Linked DNA regions of Xenopus laevis: region 1 is linked to region 2. The links are chromatin contacts, called in public Hi-C maps. All regions are on one chromosome and are shown on one strand. Each heading gives the region's core, a stretch centred on a gene start, on an enhancer-like site or on the middle of the called end of the contact. The rest is flanking DNA. Distances are from core to core; before and after follow the strand shown.

Region 1 (3,133 bases), core at 452-2,951, 190 kb after region 2:
TGAAGAGTGGGCTAGTGCCTAGGGCACAATGCTGGGGGGCGCCAAGCACATACCTACTCTGCCTCCTACCTCTAGTCCGGTCACCTCTCTCCTCACTCTGCCTGCTGTGTGGGACTGTTCGGGGGCGCACACCTATTCGCGTCTATTTGGCGACACGATTGGCCAGGTTGCCTAAGGCTTGGCAAACAGCATATTGCTCTTTTTTTTCCTATGTGGGTCCAACGTTGGCTGAAAGAGCATATCTGATCACAGGGGTTAGGGTTCCTACTGCATTCATGACACCTGTCTCAGCAGACACTTATTTGTGTGACTAGGATGCAGGTTAAGGTCCATTTAACAATGGGTTATTTTATTATGACTAGACCTGGAGAATGGTTTGCTTAGTACTATGCCATCATCTCCTCACCTGTAGGTTGGGCAAGTACATGTGCAGTGGAAAATGTTCCTCAAGATTTATGCAGTGGGAATTAAAGTTGGCACAGGGGACTTCCAGGAGAACTAACTGAGGTGGAGGACTCAGCAAACAGTACAAGGCTGAAGAGCCAACCTTGGGTAACCACTAAGCGGCTACAATGATAATCATCACCACAGCAATTCTACCTTTACTTACCTTTTTCACATTATGGCTGCTGTCCTGCAGCGAGTCGGGTACTTGCGGGTTACCACCAAAAAAAGTGGGTACCCTGCGGAATGAGGGTAGGCTTTTCTGGTGCGGGTATAGATGCGGGTCTGCGGGACGGGTTGCGGGTCTCTTCCTGCTGCAGCTCTCTCCCTGAAGCTTTCCCTCCACTCATCTCCCCCTCTCATCTGACTTCTGGCACAGCTGTCTTACATCACACAGCACGCTTCTGTCCCTCTCGACTATTGGGCACATTTGATGATGTCACTTCCGGTTTGATGGTGATCGGCGGGTCGGGTTGTGGATAAGGCAGTTGCAGGTACAGGTCGGGTAGCGGTTGCAGGTCCGGGTGGTTAATTATGCAGGTCGCGGTTCGAGTTGTGGGCTGCAGGCTGAGGGTTCGGGTCGGGTATGGGTCTTAGAAACTGGTTCCGAGCAGGACTCTACCGTGAGCGACAAATCTCCTGAAATGCTTCTCCACCGTTAATAGTTGAAATCTGTGATAAGAGCTACTCATTGCAAAGTTGCAAAGTCGCCAGAGGCAAATTCGGATAAACTAAGATCTTTTTTGTCAGATTTATCCCTGCCAATACCTCCAGTTTATTGCCCCATTGGACAGTAGCCGTAAAGGGGATATATACCCTGTTTTTTTTATTTATTAATGAATTGAGTGTCACAATTGGGTAAAATCTGGTGAAAAAAGTGAGTGCATAATTTTTTCTGCAATTGTTTTTGCCATTTTTCTTTATTATGCGACTAACAAAAAAAAAAGACTGTGGGGAAAAAAGAGCAAGGCAAGCAAGATAAAGAACTCACTTTTACCTTGTTTTACCTCAGGAAATAATAATTCAACCCTTAATGTTTTTGAATAGTGACATAACAGAAATGCTCATTGATGTGGGCAAGGGGCCCTCCAGCTGTGTGTGACAGAACTAGAACTGCTCCCAGACAGTTGAAGACTGGCTGCTGTTCTGTGACTGCTCCCTGACCTTGAATAATGGTAGCTGACTGGAATGAGAACTAATAGCTCAGAGAAAAGCTGCACCACCATGAGCAGGGAGACTGTGACACAGTTTGGTGGGAGCAGAGAGAAAAGGGCGGGACTTGGGCTGCTGTTGCAGGGTTGTGCCTGTCACTCACAGTTGTGATCACTTCCTGTGGAAGAGACGGAGAAGTCGCGAGCCTGATTTCAGCCTAGATAAGTGGGCAGAGCGTGCCTCTATACAGACATCGTGAGGTAAAACGCAATTTAAACCATTTTTATTGAGGGGCACTATGGAATTAAAGCAAGGGGGCATATAATACTGGGATATGGGGCTGATACAACAAAATCCCTCTTCAGTGCTGCTGTTCAAAACAGTAAACAGACCAGCCAGCTGTATTACTTCACACTTTCCTTCCAATAGCAGCAGCTGCTCTCATTGCTTTGCTTGCATAGAGATACTAGGGTAACTGTCCCTGCCCGTGAGGCAGTGCATTATGGGGCTGAAACTTTGCTTAATCTCAGGATGCCATTTTTAAACATCCGCTGCCCTCACTACCTCAGCCTTATCTCCCATACTGCTGGGTGACTTCCTGGTTTCCCTTTCACACTGACCTGGTGCCAGTCTAGTGATCAAGGTAGGGAGAATGATTTGCTCCACTGAATCTCAGGAGTGTGGATCTCCAGCTTGTCTAGTGAGCCAGTAACAGAGGTGTAAGATCAGTTACATATTCCAAAGCAAAATGACCTTTTAACTCTTTGTGCCTGTCCCATACGAGCATCTCCATCTGCGAATGTGTTTATATAATTTTATGCATTCTGCGTTAAAGGAGAACTAAACCCTAAAAATGAATGTGGCTATAAATTTTATATAGTGAACTTATTGCACGAGGCTAAAGTTTGAGCTTGTCAATAGCAGCAATGATCCAGGACTTCAAACTTGTCACAGGGGGTCACCATCTTGGAAAGTGTCTGTGACACTCACATGCTCAGTGGGCTCTGATTGGCTGTTGAGAAGCTAAGCTTAGGGCTCGTCACTAATTATCCAGCAGAAAATGAGCTTCCCCTGTAATATAAGCTGATTCTACAGGTTTGCTGATTATTAAATTCTGATGCTGATTGCACTGGTTTCTATGCTGCCATATAGTAATTGTCAGTTTTAATTACTAATCAGCCTTAAGGCCCCCATACACGGGCCGATAAAAGCTGCAGACAGAGCAAGTTGGCAGCTTATTGGTCTGTGTGTGGGGCCATCCGACGGGCTTCCCTGATCGAGATCTGGCAGGTTTAAAAATCCTGTTGGATTGCGGCCGCATCTATGCGTGTATGTGGTCCCGCGATCCAGTCGCCCATATCGGATCCATTATGATCCAATCGTTGGGCCCACGATCGGATTGACCGATATCGTCTACTTCAATCTGAGCATATTGGGGAGAGATCCACTCTTTTGGCGATGCGTCTATGGCCACCTTTATATTGTGACATTTCTATTCTATGTGTACTGTATATTGTGAGTGGGTCCCTAAGCTCAG
Region 2 (3,300 bases), core at 701-3,200:
CACCGGGGCCCACCTCCCAACCTCAAACTCACACCCCGTTCATTTCTGAACATGCGCGAGACAAAGACATGCTGACTAGCTGATGGGGGAGCAGGTCTGGGCCGCCGGGGGCCCACCGGGTTTTTTCCTGGAGTCCCGCCAGTCCAGTCTGACCCTGCATGTACCTCTTCTGCAGATTTCCCCTAGTTTGGACCCTTGTGTCCTCCATCTGCGGCAGCAATCCCTCTAACATTGAAGTAGGCACACATTTACATGTGTAGGAGGAGGGGACAACATAGTCGGCCACGTTGCCTAGGGTGCCTACCCGACTTGGCCTGGCACTGGTCCTGAGCCAGTGTAATAAGTACAGGCAAAGGGTTTGCAGGTCCCTGGTGTGGCAGCCCCATGGGCCAGGACCCTCCTCCTAGTCCTATGTTGGTGCAATTGTGCAAAAGCAAAAATGTAAACAAACAGCCATGTTTTTTTTTACCCACAATACAGTGTTTTCACCAGAACTCCAACATACAGTAATAAACGGCAATTTGAACAGCTTCACTTCTGGCATATGGAGGCACAGGGCATCAATAACAACATTTGTGTGTGATAAACCAGTTTCCCTGACCCTATTACGCGTTTTTTAATGGTCTGCCATTTACATTGAACCATCAGAAACTGAATTGTTTTCAATTGTCATTTGTCAAGGGGTAATTCAAGAATTCATGTCCATTTTTTTCATGTATATTTTTTACTGGACAATGGGATTATGGTTTCCAAACACTTATCAAAGGCAAATTAAGATTAAAAAAGATGTTTTACCACCTTTTATAGTTGTATACCGGTATAGGACCCGTTGGAAACCCGTTATCCATAAAGTTCCAAATTACGGAAAGGCCATCTTCCATAGACTCCATTTTATCCAAAAAATCCAAAGTACCCTGCACTTCATCGCATACAAAATCTAATTAATCAAAACAATCCTATTGGGATTAATTAATATAGGTATAGAATCTGTTATCCGGAAACCAACACGGTTCTTTTTTTTTTAGTGAATTGGGAGATCTGGATGGTGTGTGATGCCCGGTAAATACAAATACAGATCCATTATCCAGAAACCTGTTATCCAGAAAGCTCCAAATTAGGGAAATGCCATCTCCCCTTTTCTCTGTAATAATGACACAGTTATAATGACAAAGTTATAATTAATCCTTATAATTATCCTATTGGGTTTATTTTATGTTTAAAATTATTTTTAACAGAGATAAAGTATGGAGATCCACATTATGGAAAGATCCTTTATCTGGAAACCCCCCAGGTCCTGAGCATTCTGGATAATAGATCCCCCTGCATTTAAATGATTTTTCAGTAGACTTAAGGTATGGAAATTCAAATTATTTTTAGCAGATGTAATTCTGGATAATGGATCCCATATCTGTATTTAAATGATTTTTCAGTAGACTTAAGGTATGGAAATCAAATTACTGGAAGATCCCTTATACAGAAAACCTGAGCATTCTGGATAATACAGTCTTGGCTGATCAAACCTATCTCTCCTCAAATTGTCTTCTTTCTCTTCTGTAGTATGAAAGGGCATTGAGACTTCATGGAACAGTGGCTAACTGCTTAGCTCTGATTGGTTGATACAACCCCCTAATGCCTGTGCAAACTCTGAAATCCCTTACCATTTAACAGAGGCAAAGTAAATGTTCTGAAATGTCCGTCATTACTTTGGCAACACTCGTGCGCTTACGTGATACAACGGGGAAGGCAAGGAATGCTACAATGAGCTTATTTCAAAAGCATTCAGACTTCATTCCTCAGCTATTATATTTAGACATTGCAATTAATAAAGGGCATTATTTTACCTCTTTACTTATAAATAGCCTCCAGCTACCTTGGTTGTGAAGAGTTGTAAGACTTCAGTAATCTCTTTTCATTACAATGTGATCCCTTACTAGGATTTGTAGAGAAGAGGAACCAAGGAGTCATCACGGTTACTCAGTAGCCTGAGGCTACTATGCTCATCCCTTGTCACCTCTTTCCCTTTATTGCCAGTTCATGTAAGGTTTAGATCAAGGAGTTCTCTGCATTCAATGGGAGAATATAATACTGGAGTCAATGTTGGACTGGCCAACAGGGATACCAGGAAAACTCCCAATAGGCCCTCCTGCTGCTTAATATTTGGTCTATTTCATGACCATTCCCTACTTCTATGAGAGCAAAGAGGCTAAAAAAAGAGACTAGGAGAATAGAGGTTGAATGAGGAGACGAGGAATAATAGTACTGAGAGTGGGCCCCTGGTGTCCCAGTCCAACACTGACTGGAGGCTTGCTTTACAAGCTGTCTCTTATTAGAGGTTTCCCAGGAGAGCTAACACTTGGCAGTGTGATGGCACTGGACTGAGTTTGAGATGAAAGATGGGTTCCTGGCTGGCCAAGATTCGGGGAAGCATTGAGCTTGGGATCCTTTAATGAACAGTAACAACAAACAATTAAAGTGTATTAAAGTAATTAATATATAATTTACTGTTATCCTGCACTGTTAAAACTGAACTGCTTGCTTTGGTAATGCTACTATAGTTTATATAAACAAGCTGCTGTGTAGCCATGGGGGCAGCCATTCAAGCACAGGATACACAGTAGATAACAGATAAGTACTACTATAGTTTATATAAACAAGTTGCTGTGTAGCCATGGGGGCAGCCATTCAAGCACAGGATACACAGTAGATAACAGATAAGTACTACTATAGTTTATATAAACAAGCTGCTGTGTAGCCATGGGGGCAGCCATTCAAGCACAGGATACACAGTAGATAACAGATAAGTACTACTATAGTTTATATAAACAAGCTGCTGTGTAGCCATGGGGGCAGCCATTCAAGCGCAGCATACACAGTAGATAACAGATAAGTACTACTATAGTTTATATAACAAGCTGCTGTGTAGCCATGGGGGCAGCCATTCAAGCACAGGATACACAGTAGATAACAGATAAGTACTACTATAGTTTATATAACAAGCTGCTGTGTAGCCATGGGGGCAGCCATTCAAGCACAGGATACACAGTAGACAACAGATAAGTACTACTATAGTTTATATAAACAAGCTGCTGTATAGCCATGGAGGCAGCCATTCAAGCACAGGATACACAGTAGATAACAGATAAGTAATACTATAGTTTATATAAACAAGCTGCTGTGTAGCCATGGGGGCAGCCATTCAAGCACAGGATACACAGTAGATAACAGATAAATACTACTATAGTTTATATAACAAGCTGCTGTGTAGCCATGGGGGCAGCCATTCAAGCACAGGATACACAG

The links. Hi-C and Micro-C count contacts between places; a contact is called where the count stands out from the background.
Region 1: a contact with region 2 is called in a Hi-C map of the XTC cell line, with 4 times the contacts expected there. The contact joins the promoter of LOC108697831 here to the enhancer-like site in region 2. A contact is called at or near these places in 2 of 4 Hi-C or Micro-C datasets (the XL177 cell line and the XTC cell line).

What each region holds. Positions count from the first base shown.
Region 1 is chr7S:102,636,471-102,639,603 of Xenopus_laevis_v10.1, forward strand. It overlaps LOC108697831 (carnitine O-palmitoyltransferase 1, liver isoform-like), which reads left to right and starts at 1,702. Exons shown (of 19, transcript XM_041571639.1): 1 at 1,702-1,856.
Region 2 is chr7S:102,450,446-102,453,745 of Xenopus_laevis_v10.1, forward strand. No RefSeq gene overlaps it. Among protein-coding and RNA genes, the nearest start is that of fam83e.S, 17 kb to the right of the region's middle. Within about 2 kb of position 1,951, at least 1 of the 7 cell types and tissues checked has an H3K27ac peak or open chromatin away from gene starts, as enhancers often do.